2 separate regions of the Rattus norvegicus genome follow, and region 2 is linked to region 1. A link is a contact called in public Hi-C data. All regions are on one chromosome and are shown on one strand. Each heading gives the region's core, a stretch centred on a gene start, on an enhancer-like site or on the middle of the called end of the contact. The rest is flanking DNA. Distances are from core to core; before and after follow the strand shown.

What was found. A called contact is a pair of places that touch in the nucleus more often than the background predicts.
Region 2: a Hi-C map of hepatocytes shows a contact between it and region 1, with 2.1 times the contacts expected there. The contact joins the promoter of Gdf10 here to the enhancer-like site in region 1. A contact is called at or near these places in 7 of 12 Hi-C or Micro-C datasets (the A7r5 cell line, Schwann cells, frontal cortex and 4 more).

What each region holds. Positions count from the first base shown.
Region 1 is chr16:8,997,525-9,004,439 of GRCr8, reverse strand. No RefSeq gene overlaps it. Among named protein-coding and RNA genes, the nearest start is that of Ptpn20, 100 kb to the right of the region's middle. Within about 2 kb of position 3,204, at least 4 of the 93 cell types and tissues checked have an H3K27ac peak or open chromatin away from gene starts, as enhancers often do.
Region 2 is chr16:9,241,024-9,247,938 of GRCr8, reverse strand. Gdf10 (growth differentiation factor 10) reads right to left here and starts at 4,427. Exons shown (of 3, transcript NM_024375.1): 1 at 3,882-4,427. The coding sequence starts at 4,188.

The DNA.
Region 1 (6,915 bases), core at 1,955-4,454:
TACAAACCTACCCAAGCGTGAATTTGCTTTGGAAGGGCAGGAGCTGGCTAAGCCATCACCAGGAGCCATCAGAGGTAAGGAGTGGCACCAAATCCCTGACATTCCTCTCCTAGACAAACCACTGCACCGACCCCATTAGCAGTGAACCCTAGATATGACATGTAGCATTGGCGTGACAGACAGCCCATTGGCTCCCCTCCCCCACACATGCCTATGCCTCAAGCCCTTGGACACTCACCTGGCCCTTGATCCCTTTCCTACTAAACAGGGATCCCTGAGGTGCTCCCAAGAAGACCCCCACATCAAGAAGTGTTCCTTCCCTCCCCCACAATTTCCAGGGCCCAATATCGTGAGGGTTCTTGGGGTTCTGTCGGAAAGGAAGTATGCAGAGAGAATTCATCCTTTGCCTGGTCTCCAGAGGGAGCCTTTCAAAAGAGTTATAGTCACACGGGTAGCCTTGGTTCTCTGGAAGGCAGTGACAGGCCACCAGGGCTATGCGTCCTGTGCGGTGAGACTGGGGCAGCCAGCAAGCTGTTGTTCGTGCTCCACAGTAAAGCCAGGCGGGCCTTTCCTCCATCGGAGGAAGTAGCAGCCAAACAAGGGCCTGGGATACAGAGCCCTAATGGCCCATTTAAGTATCTCCCCTCAAGCAGAAGTTTCCCACATGACCTTCTAGCCAGGGCCCCAGGCGTTCCTGCCTCCACAGCAACTACAGCCTCCTCTGCTTGGCACTCTGTCCAGCCAGGGCATGAGGGAGGCTCACAGGGAGGGAGGAGGGGAGTAGCAGAGAGGGCTGGGCTTGACTGAGACCTTTCCTGTGAGAACTGTTAGCCCTCTCCGTCTGCTTCTGCCCCTTTGAAATATCCAGAAAAGACCAGGCCTACATCAGGTGGGGGACTCCTCAGCTAAGTCCACTTCACCACACCTCTCCCAGCTTCCATGACAGCGACTTCGATTCCTTGAACTCTCCTTGCTAACCTACGTTCAAAGGACTTACATGTTCACAGAGAGAGAGAGAGAGAGAGAGAGAGAGAGAGAGAGAGAGACAGAGAGAGAGACAGAGAGAGAGAGACAGAGAGAGAGAGAGACAGAGAGACAGAGACAGAGAGAGAGAGAGAGACAGAGACAGAGAGAGACAGAGAGAGAGACAGAGAGAGAGAGAGAGAGACAGAGAGAGAGAGACAGAGAGAGAGAGAGAACTTACCCATTCCCCATTTGCCCAGACTTGAGCTTCCTGAATCTGGCTATATGAGGCCCACCAAGCTCTTCTGAGCCTTGCGCTACCATCACCCATGTCTTCTACACAATGCAGGCTGGGTTGCATGAGTACCTCATCCATAGACTATTTAACCAACCACAAATAAAAAAGATTTGGAAAACACATTTGCATTGTAATTTAGTAAAAGAAGTCTCATCTAGAGATGATATAATTTATACAGGAGGAGACACGGCATTAGCTAATACAATGCCATGGGCAGGCCTTACCATCTGAGGTCTGCTCTCCGTGGGGAGAGCTGGGCTCCAACCAGGCCTCCATGCACACAGAGATGTAGATGTAGATGGCCCTTCCCCCAAAGAGGCCTGAGAGCAGAGGTCCTACATCAGTCTGGCTTCTAGTCTTCTAGACCCCTTTCTAGTCCACTCTGGCACTCCAATCCCATCCCCGTAGTCTTCCAACACTGTCCCCTGTCCATGACACAACCTGGTCTCCTGTCACATGCTGCTCATAGGCTCGAAGCCCTGAGTCCCTAGACGTTTTGCACTCCCCAACCTTGCCTGCCATGTTGGAGACTTTGTGCACATGACAGCTTCCAAGACCTTTGAGCCTAAGCACAGTCCCATCCATGTAGCTCATAACCTGTTCCACATGAGTGAGGCCAAACACCAGGCTCCTTTTTACTCTGTGATCTCAGTTGTCTCTCTTCCTGCTTGATTTCCTGTTTTCATCCCAGCTCCCTACTGGATGCACCACCCAGAGTTGGAATAGAGTTTGCATTGACTTAAAACTTACTCCTTTGCTGTTTTCTGCCCAACGTGAGTAAGATGGCTGCCTGAAGCCCATCTAAGCTTTCAAAACTAGATTCCCAGGTGGTCAGGGAAGGAAGAATGGGAAGAGTTAGGTGAGGGTTGTTTCACAGTAGACAGCAGCTACTTTCTTCCACCTTGGAAGCCTGACACTAGCCTGGCAGGCTGCAATGTTGTCCTCTGCAAACAGGAGAGTTGGAAGTGTTCTCCACAGGCTCATGTTTGAACACTGGTCCCTAGCTGGTGGCACTATCTTGAGAGGCTGGGAAAACTTTGGGGAAAAGAGGAAGGTCACTAGATGAGGCTTTGGTTACATCTACCCTCAATCACTACAATTCTGTCCCTGAATTCTGCTTTCTGGCTCCCTGTGTCTCCTCTCCAACAAGGCTGCACCTCCTAATCCTTTAGAAAGAGTTCTACCAACTGGGGACCAAGTATGCAAATATATGACCCTATGGGGGCCATTCTCATTTAAGCTACCATATGTGGTCACAATAATGTGAAGGCAATCAATACACCCATACTCTCATGGACAGACCAAATGACAAAAGGGAGCTTCACTAGTGGATAGACATATGCTGGGGTCTCTAGGCCCTAATCCTTGCCCCACAGAAAGCACAGAAAGCCTCATCCACTGGATACAGAAATGTAAATAGCTACTTTAATTTCCTCCTGAATATAAAAACTTCATAATACATCTCAATTAATAGCTCAGAATAGCTTGTGTGGGTCGTTTCCCTCGTACCATACATTTGGGCCACACAGGGACTGTGCTTCCAAATCACACAAGAAGACGAAGATTCTAAACCAAGAAGAGGCAGCCCTGCTTTGTGGGTATGCGTAGCTTGTCACTTCTACAGTACGCAGCTGTACCCACAGGATCAGGAGCTCTGGGAAGGATGGAAAGATGTGTCTCACCACCTTCTTGGCCCTGGGAATATGAGGGCCTCCCTGCCCTTCCGCCAAACAAAAGTGTCCTGTGAGAACCTGGCATGTAATGGCTGTCCAGAAAGGGCTGGTAAGTGTTCACCCACTGAGGGGTGCTGAGGTCCCTGGACCCCGGTAGACACGATTCCTCTGTAAGAGGCTGCAGCCCTGCGGAGCATGTGTGTGTCTGTCTCACCGAGGGAGGGGACTGTGTTGGGACAACTGGAAGCCTTTTTTCATTCCTCTGCCAAGTGGGACCTGTGCCAGAACTATGATCCAGGGTATCCTTGCCAAGTTTCCAGGATCCTGTCATGCTGTACTCCTGCCCTGGGGCGGGAGGGGGACCCCTGTTCTGTCTCACTTCTTCTGAGACAAATCAAACTGAAGAGAGTTGGCTCGCATTAGGGATCAAGACTCCTTTGCACACACTTCTGGGGAGGGGATGAATTCCTGTGGATCTTTTCCGTGAGATGCTGGCAGAGGACTCTGGGGTGGGGAGGACCTATCACCAATTCCCAGGGTAGAATACAACACAGAGGATCACAAAACCAGTCACAGCAGGCTTCAAGGCTGAAAAGAGATGTTCAGCTTGGGTCTCTAAAGGCCAGTAGTGATTGTGGCTTGTGGGGCATATGCAGCCTGCATAGCGCCCTGAGGGTCACAGCCTGGGAACCACTGTGGGTGCTGGAGAAATAACTAAGCAGATGCGGCAGATCTGGACTCGGTGCTTCTCCTGGGTCCTGCCATCTCGAGCTTCTGGCTCGCAGCAAGCACCCTCAGCTCCGAACCTCTCCAAGTCAGTGTGGCACCTGCTACTCAGGGGCCAAGATAGATGACAAAGTCAGGCTTGGATAAGAGGGTATCTGTGTGGTAGCGGGAACCTGCTTTTACTTCTGGAGCAGATTAGTGCCAGGTGCAGGGCAGGACCATATGGTGGAACTCAACATCTCTAGTGGAAAACCGTAGAGCCTCTCCACCATAGAGCCTCTCCACCATAGAGACTCTCCACCATGAGGCTCTCCACCACAGAGGCTCTCCACCACAGAGGCTCCCCACAACAGAGGCTCTCCACCATAGAGCCTCTCCACCATAGAGCCTCTCCACCATAGAGCCTCTCCACCATAGAGACTCTCCACCATGAGGCTCTCCACCACAGAGGCTCTCCACCACAGAGGCTCCCCACAACAGAGGCTCTCCACCATAGAGCCTCTCCACCATAGAGCCTCTCCACCATAGAGACTCTCCACCATGAGGCTCTCCACCACAGAGGCTCTCCACCACAGAGGCTCCCCACAACAGAGGCTCTCCACCATAGAGGCTCTCCACCATAGAGGCTCTCCACCATAGGGGCTCTCCACCACAGAGGCTCTCCACCATAGAGGCTCTCCACCATAGAGGCTCTCCACCATAGGGGCTCTCCACCATAGAGGCTCTCTACCATAGAGGCTCTCCACCATAGAGGCTCTCCACCACAGAGGCTCCCCACAACAGAGGCTCTCCACCATAGAGGCTCTCCACCATAGAGGCTCTCCACCATAGGGGCTCTCCACCATAGAGGCTCTCTACCATAGAGGCTCTCCACCATAGAGGCTCTCCACCACAGAGGCTCCCCACCACAGAGGCTCCCCACCCTAGAGGCTCTCCACCGTAAAGGCTCTCCACCATAAAGACTCTCCACCATAGGAGGCACAAAGCAAAGATGGGAACCCTAAGCAGCCCTCAGAGGGCATTAGCCATCCCACCCAGTGGGATGAGACCCAGTCCCCTGCATGATAGTCCCAGAGGTTCAACACGTAAGAACTACTGTCACGGGGGGAGGGGGGGAGAGAATGGTCCTGGGGCAAAACATGGCTCCTGTTTTCTTTTAATCTGAAAAATAAGATGTTCCTTCCACCTGCAGGCTACATCAGGTGGAAGCCAGAGGAAGCAACCCGAGAGTGTCCTGTTCTACCCTCTGCTCTGCTGTAGGACTTACCCTCTCACCTCATACTGAGGCCTCTCCTAACAGTGCCATCCCCCCAGGCCACACACTATCCCCAAGTCCCCTTCCTGCTCCTTCATTTCCCCCACTGGCCCCTGCATCCATGACACAGTGCCCCTGGTGTGGTGACAGGTTATTTCCTTGGCTTCCACCTCCATGGTCCTTCTGTGGTAGGTCTCTGGGCTCAGCCAGCACCTGGGAAGCATGTGCTCTTTGATCCTCATTTTGTAGACAGAGAAACCACAGCCCCAAGGCGTCAAATGACTGCTGAGAGCAACCAAGCTGCCTAGCGGCAAACCAAGGACTCCACCCGTGCAGTAAGAGTCATGGTACCTCTGATAGATTAATTTGCAGACCTGTGATGAAGGCTTCGTAGATATCTTGCAGATGAATGCATTTAGACCACCTCCATTGAATTTTGACACTGTGGCCCATACCTACATAGTACAGTGTAAAAGTCTTGCAGAATACTAGAGCTTTATACTCAAGAGGTAAAAAGTGCCTGGGAGCCAGGGAAGGCACCGTGGTAGTAGCTGTAGGTATAGCCAAGGATGGAGTGAGTCCTTTGGTCCAGCAACAGGCAGAGCTCTGCACACTGGCCGGGGCTGCTTTCCTGCCCTTCCACACACAGTTCTCCCCCCTTCTCAGCACATCTTAGAGAGTGGCAGCCTCCACAGCGACCGCATGAAGGAGACATTAGGCTGTTAGTGGAAACCTGAGTGTGCTAGAGGGAGTAAGCACAGACCAAAGGCGCTGAATCCCACGTTCCCGTTTAGAAGCTGTGTGACCTCAGGGAAAAATGGTCCACACTCTCTGAGCTGCAGATATTTCTACAGTGGGAAGCCTTAGGCTCTGTCTAACACGCAGAAATTGCATGCTTATCTTTCATGTTTTGTATTTTGTTTCTTTTGTCTCCGTTTTGGGGCTCCTAAACCAAATTTCTACTGGGAGGCAGGAGTGAGTCCTGTAAAAAGAAGCCTATATTAAAGTCCATGTTACACACACACACACACACACACACACACACACACACACACTGATCTCAAGGAGGTCTACTGTGGCTGCAGTTCCCCAGGCCACTGGTATTGTGCTGCGTACACAAGGCAGGTGTCAAAGGTGGCCTTCTTCAAAGCTCAGTGCTTAACATTCCACCAGAGCCCTTAGAGTAAGTGAGATTTGACAACTCTAGGTACCCACGCTCACTCAAGGCATTGTACACACAGCTCCTAAGGTGAGGATCCTCTTGAGTGTAAACCTACTATTAAGCTGAAGAAACTTGTTAACTAACTCCATTAATAAAGCACCAGCTGGCCTCAGAGGATCCTCTCCACAGAGGACTAGACATCCAGATGGTTCGGTCTCGTGGGAAAGGGAACTTCCTTACACATCCCTTTAGCAGGGAGCTGGTGCTGGGCCCACTCCACCCAAGACCAAAACATCTTTGATGCAAAGTGTTTCCAGCAAATAACCTGCCACCGCCGCCGTTTATCGCACCAGGCTTTCAGGCTGGAACCACCAAGATCACCGGCCAGTCGCCTAGTGCTGGGAAAGTAAACACAGCCTCCTTCCCTGATTCAAGGTCAGCGGCAAGCTCGAGAAGTCCACTGTGTCGTGTGGGCATTCAGAAGTGCACACGGGGAGGAAGGCGCCATGCTCAGATTTTCAAGCCGTGCTTTTAATATTTCTGTCAAAGAGGGAGGAAGGAGAGGGAGAGGGAGAGAGACACAGACAGACAGACAGACAGACAGACAGACAGACAGACAGACAGAGACAGGGAGACAGAGAGATCAATAAAAGCCACACCAAAGGTAAGGTAAGCCATATAGTAAAATAGCTAAGAGACCTACCACATGGCTGAAGGCGGCACCTGTACCAGAAGCCTGCAGACCTATGGAAGCCACCTGCTGCCCTGGTGTCTTGCTTAGCAGACAGAAGCAGCACCTGCCTCATAAGGGCGTTTGCTCACACACTCCAGACAGTCC
Region 2 (6,915 bases), core at 3,178-5,677, 240 kb before region 1:
AGTCACTGTTTTCTTTGTAGATGCTGCAACCTTCTCATCATGGTTTCCTTCTCTCCTGGCCTCAAGGGTAACAGTTACCTTACCACTGCCACCTCTCGATGTCCTACACATCCTTCAAAAGCATCACCTACGAGAAATGAAAGGTTAATATCCCCGCTATGTAAAGAACCTCGGCAAAACCTGCACACAGAGATCATTTCCTGGGAGGAACTTCAGAGACCAAAGGGTACAGCAGATACCCCAAGGACAGTGGTTGACGGGAATATCTGCACGCAGAAAATACAACCTATTAGGTTAATGGCTTCATGCCTGGGTATGCACAGATGTCTGTGGACATGTGTATTTTTTGTGCATGAGTTAAATGATTCTACAAAATATTATTTTAACTCCGCTTCTCTTTGGATACGTGATTAGTAATAACTTATGCTTGTTTTTATGCCTTAAACATTTAATGCCTTCTCTCCCTCCTGTTCTTTTCCCCTCACCCCTTCCCTTTTTCTCTGCCCCCTGCCCCCTCAGGGATACATGCTGGGTATCATTCCATTCTCAATAGGCAAAATCGAGGCTCTCTGGGAGCCTCCCCTGTTTCCTCTGAACCAAACACCCAAGAGCTCCACTACAAAATGGACGACTTCATTTTATATCCCACCTGCCCACTAGCTTGCTGGGATCTTCTCTGCCTGTGAAAACTACAGTCTTCTCCCTGTCAGTGCTACCTTTGGGTATCCTGCCGAGCCCCTCAGCCTGTCGTTGCCCTATCACATCTGTCCCAAGGCCCTACTCTTTTGTTCCTCAAAAGCTATTTTGGGTGAAACCAATACTGTATGCATCTCTGTGTCCTCCAAATGAAATGCTTAGGAAATGTCCCATGATATGCTTTGGATTTGGTTTGTCTCCAAGGGCAGGACACTTGGTCTTCAGAGTGGCAATACTCATAGAATCTTTAAGGGGTAGGATCTAATGGGTAAGCATTAGGTCCCTGAAGATACTTCTCTCAAGAAACCCTACTTAGTTCCCAAGGGAGGGGCTGTCACACCTGGCTAAAGGCTACCTGTCCCCTCTGCTTTCTGGTTCTCTGTCTTGCCTCCTGATCAGTCCTTCTCACAAGTCTTCCAGCCAGGATGCCTCGGTCACCCTGTGGCACAACCCCAGGGTTTACCACCACAAAATTACCATCATGTTTGGTCTTTCAGCCTCTGAGTGTGAGCTGGATAAAACCTGCTCGGGACAAGTTACTCAACTCCTGGTATTTTGCTAGAGTAACAGAACTAGGACTAACGTGCTGGAGAATGGAGTGAGCTTGGTTTGGTGGTTTTGACAGATATGTATTTTGGGGAGATCAGGAAAACTAGTTTGGTGTGACACTGGTGGTATCAAGCTTAGGATTAAATGCAGATCGTTCACGGAGTGTGAAGGTAAATGGTGGTCTAACCTACACCCTTAGGGCCAGGCTTTCCCTCCACAGATGCGGGCTAATAGAGAACAAAGTGCACTTCAGGGAGGAGTAGAAGAGGACAAGGAGAGCTGGCGCAATCATAGCTAAGAGCTAATAAATTGCAAATGAGCACACACCAAGAACTGTTCAAAGTACTTGCCGTTTCTGAGCTCCGTTAAAACTGTTATCGGTGAGGAGGGGAGTCACAATTTAGAAGTGGAAGGAAACAGTTAGAAGTCCTGTCCCTTGGCAGGATCTGGGAACTGGGTCAGGACGCTGTCAACAGACTCAGTGGCTTACTCTCAGGACCCGGGCCTCCTGCACATGAGGGGGAAGCAGCTCTAACAGGTTTTGGAAGCAGGTGCTACCCTGGGGAGGCAGCAGAAACTTGCCTATATGGACCCTGCTGGGATGGGAAGGCTCCAGGATCAGGGCCTTGGCAACAGGGTCTGCGCTCTGCTCACAATACCCCACAGACAGACCTTCAGATCAAGTGGCAGGAGCACCGGAGACTAATTATGAAGCAATGTCACTGCGTCAAGGCAAGGTACAAGCAACCAAACCCTGACTCAATGCCAGGCACAGATCTACCTTCTATTCACCACTCACCCCGTCTACATTCACACAAGCAAACATGCGCAGAACGGAGAGGTGATATGTCCCGTAACACACAGCCGGAAACCGCTCAAGTTTCTCTTAGTTTGTATCAGGGATCCAAATCAGGACTGCACCGGAACTCTGATTTCTTAAACTTGTATCTTCCAACCCGATGCTCCCCTCCCAGGTTCTGGGCTTAGTTCTGACAGAGAGACAGTGGTAGTGGGAACAGTTGTCATTGCCCAGTCTGTACCACAATGTTCTCTCCTGTTCTGTCTTTTGTCCTTATCTGTAAAATGGGAGTGCTGGATTTAAGGTGCAGTCTCCAGGCCATCACAATGTTCGCTGTTAAATTTTGTACTTGGGAAGTCTCACCACCTCACCTTGGTTTGGTGAAAACAGACAGAACTGCACCCCTCCATAACTGGGCCACAGCAGATGTTTGCACCCAGTGGACATGCTCGCTTCTTGTTGTAGTGGTGACCCCAATGACATTTCTCTTTGCACTTCAAGGTTCCAGAGACCAGAGTTAATAGGCAACAAAGGTCAAGTTCAAGCCTATGTGAACACAAAGCTCCTATCAATGCATCCTGCTCCAAGTATTACAACACTAATGATCTGGCCGTTATTACTCCATCTCATCTTCCTCCCACCCCAAGAGGGAGATGCTGCTGTGAACTGCCCATTTTATAGAGTACAAACAAGTCCACGTAGTTTTAATGATTTAACTCAATCATGCCAGATGTTCCTTAAGTGGCTTACTTTAATAAGGCTTCTTCAGAAACGAATGCCAGGTATTGAATAAAAGGTTCCAGGGAGGCCAGAGTTGGCCTAGAATCTAGAAACACATCCTGCTATGACGAAGGATGTGCTCTTTGGAAGAGATGCTCCCTTACCCCTGTTATGTCTGAACTGGAAGCCAAGATGGTACCCAGTGAGCGGCAGGTGGTAAGCTCAGAGGCTGTGCTGTTTAGGCTCAGAGTTGGCCGAGGTTTGTTCCCATCCACCTTAGGGGAGAAGACTGCACACTGAAGGATTTTTCTCCTGGGGGATGGCCTCCTTCCAGACAGAACTGCAGGAGACCTCTGCCCACATTTTCTGGAGCAGCATTCTAAAACCATGAGCAGTCACCATGACAACCAGGGTCTTCTCACCACCTGCTTCCCAGGCTTCACTTCCTCTGCACTTAGCTTGGCCTTGCAAGGGTTTCTCAGCCCTAAGTTAGTGGGCAGGGGCTCAGAGCCACCTTCCCTAAGAAGAGGGTGGAGAGAGTCTCTGTCAAGAGGCCTCTGGCAAGCTCAACCCTAGGTATGAGGAGAGTGAAGTGGAGCCTGGACCAGGAGCCAGGCAAGGTGCTTCTGGACCTTTCCTGAAACCTGTCTTCTGAAGTTTCCAGTCTTGAGGACACAGGCTCTTCTCTGAGCTCTTTGCTTTCTTGCTACCCAAATAATGCTTCCTGTCTGGGCTTAGTGCTTCACCGATGCTGCCTTGTGACCCGCTGACCATGCTCCCTGTGACCCCCCCCCCCATACAGTAAGTGTCAGGATAATGTCAGCATGGATCGACCTCAGCCAATGCCCATCTCCGTTCTGTGCCTAAAGCTTTGGGTATATGCTGACCTTTTTGCAGCAGTTGTGCAAGCTCCCAGTGGCAGGAGGTCTGCCACCAAGTACCACTTTGGTGTCCCCATTGCAAGCTCTGGCCTGGTACTAAGAACTGAGTGGATTTTCAGTGGAAGGATGAATTAAACGTCAATAGAAGAAAGGAAGGGAGAAGAAATCTGCAAAGGAACAGAGAAAACAGATAAGAGAACTGACGAATAAGGACTCCCGGTGCATCCTTTACTTACCCAGCCGGGCACGGAAGCTTCGGACGGTGTTGCCTCCTCCTGGTGGAGCGCCTCTCCGGTTGTACTTCTCATAGAGCCTGAGCATGTGGACAGCGACTATGTCCTGGGCGCCTGGACCCAGAGCGGCTGCAGCGTCCCCGGGTGACTGCTGGAGGTCCCTGTCCCTCTGCACACTGTCAGCTGCTGAAGGCAGTGAGGACCATGAGGGGACTCTGTGGCCGCAGCCTGCGCCCCGCAGTAGCAGGAGCAGCGGCACCAAGGGCAGCAGCTGAGACCTCAAGCTGATCCGAGCAAGACCTGGAGCCATGGCTGAGTGACAGTGGTGAAGGGTCTGAGCCCAGGAGGGCAGACAGGGAAGGCTCAGTGTTGGCTGTGCACCTGGTCCACGGCTGGAGTGTCTGTGGGGACTCGGACAGCCCCGACGACCCGACTCGATGTATCGGGATTGGCTCGCGGTGGCAGAGCTGCTTGCTGAGCATCCACGCCGCCCGGTCAGTGGTCACGGCTGTCCTGAGCCGCGTGGAGCTCAGCCGAGCCCGCGCCGGCGCGCTCCCTTGACGGCCTTGCGCTGCAAACTTTGCAGCCCACGGAGCGGCGCCGGGACTGGCGAGTTCGAGGGGAGGGGCGGGGCGGGGTGGCGGACAGCGCCCTCGGGGGGTGGGGTGGGGGATCCGGCTGCGGTCCCCACTCGCAGCAGCCAGGAGCCCGTCTGTGGCCCCGGTGTGCTGTGCGTGCGTCCCTGTGTGCGGGCGTGCGCGCGCCGGGGTGTGCGCTCGCGAGTGTGGGGGCCGTGGGTGTGGGCGGGCGCGCTCCTCGCTCCCCCGCCGAGAGCGGGAGACCAGCCCCGCAGCCGGCTCCGGAGTGTCGCTGCCTGCAGCTGAGCCAGGGCGTCGCGGGGGCTGGGCAGGCTTTGGAGGGGGGCCCGCCTGCAGGGTTGTCCCTGCAAAGGCATGCTATGGCTCTGTGGTTGGAAGATGACAGCTCCCCCATGAGGATCCCAGAGGCCATGTGTGCCTAGCTGTCCCTGAGCTAGTGTGTGCTCAAAACGCAAAGGTACAGTCTTGGGAGCAGGAGCTCCGGGGATTTCACAACAGAAGTCGCCAACCTAAGTTGGTAGAAGCAAGATCTCGATCAATGTATAAAATCAGAATTATCAGGCTAACTGACCCTTTATCTGGCTACGGCGTTTCCACTTGTTGAAGATATGCATCAACGGTCCGTGTAAAGCTTCGGACAGGATTGCTGAAAAAAAAAAGGACATGCTTTCAATTTGCTTTATAAAAAGTTTTAAAGCACCAGGGAGGGAGGGAAAAAGCCCATGGTTTTTTTGAAAAGGAATTCTCGATGAAGTGCTGGTGTAGGGTGTCACTGACTCCTGCTAGACAGCTTAGTCCTGGGTCAGAAGGGCCCCTGAAGGTGCTTCACTCTAGCAAAGTTACTTCCCTATAGGTAGAATTCGGGGTCCTGGTGGGGAAAAAATCTGGTAGTTCTAACCAACTTTAATGGAAACAGCAGTTTCCAATGGGATGCGAACAAGCGAGCAATTGCAGTGGTTGGTGTTGTGGCTTTTCACAGAGAGACACTCTTCAGATATTGTCATTTGACAGGAGAGGTGTTCCAGATTTCCCAAAGTAAATTTTGTTTTTGCTTAAACTATATTGAAATTACAATAACTTTTGGGTCCTGCTAAGTAAGGAATTAACAAAAATGGAATATTCTTTGTTATGCTACAGAGTGACTTTGAGATATTTTTTTTATATATTAGAGCATGGTTGGTTTTCTTTGTTAACCTGGGAATTTCATTTCTGTGCATTTAAGAACATTTAGGGGAGGGGTCCACAGAGTTTAGCTGGCTAGAAAGGAGTCCAGGGCCCTAAACATGAAGGAATCTTTAGACTCTAAATGCTGTGATCCCTTCACACAGTCCCGTTTCCGTAACCCCCAACCATAAAATGATTTAGACCCTCAAAAGGGTCGCGACACGCAGGTTGAGAACCACTGCTTTAGAGGGCCAAGATCCCCTTCAAGCCTACACTCTTCCAGAAAGCTAGTGAATGGCCACCCTCTGGCTGCATGGTAATAATTTCCACACTTGTGAACCCAATATTCTTCTTATCTGGTAACTTTGGGCTCTGGGAGCCAAAATAGTTATTTATTTATTTTTTTTTTGGAGGGATCACAGTGCAATAATTGAAATTTCCCTGGAAAAGCCTTCTGTCGCTGCGTAAAATGACTATTTATAGTTTTATTTCTTTAAACCTCAGACCGTCATATTAGAGTTCATCCTACCCAGAGCTATGAAACTTTGGCCTATAGTTTGTAGAAGCACCGAGAGGGCGTTTATTATGCATATAAATGTATAGTATTTTGAAAATTAACTCGGATTACATTCAACGTTCCATTCATATACAGTTCCCACTTGTTCTGTGAACTGGCTTTCCCAAAAGGGCTTGTCTGGAGTTGTGAGTCCATCACGGCCCAGCTCTGTGGTTGAATCTCTCCTTATAAATGGACCAGACTATCCTCTCTTATAAATGTCCTTCCCCCACCTCACTTCCCTCCTTCTCCATGTACCCTCACTTCCCCTTGCCGCCCCCTCTCCTCCTCTCCCCCAGAATGCCTCTGACCTGTGCCAGCTGGGGGTAACCTCTGCTCAGGGGTAGTTTTGTCTCTGCTGGGGCCAACACAATCGAGGTCTGTGAAAAGGAGGGGAATCTGCAGGACGCCGGCACAAGCTGGGCTATTCGGATCCTTGTCCATTAAAGCCTCCTCGCCCTCCTTAACTCATTCCGGCTCCATTCAAGCCAGCTCGAGGGTCAGGCTTTAGCAGGCTCTAAAACCTGTAGGGTACAGATTCTTTGACATTGTTTCGAAAGAATTAAGGCATCAGCCAGGGACGGCTAATATTTCTTGCCTCATTTTACTGCCGAACAGCAGGACTGTAAAGTTTTGAACACTGGAGCACTGTGGCCCCCTTTCATGTGGCCGAGATGATGGGATAAAAATGTGTTTGGTGAAGCAATTCAGATTACCA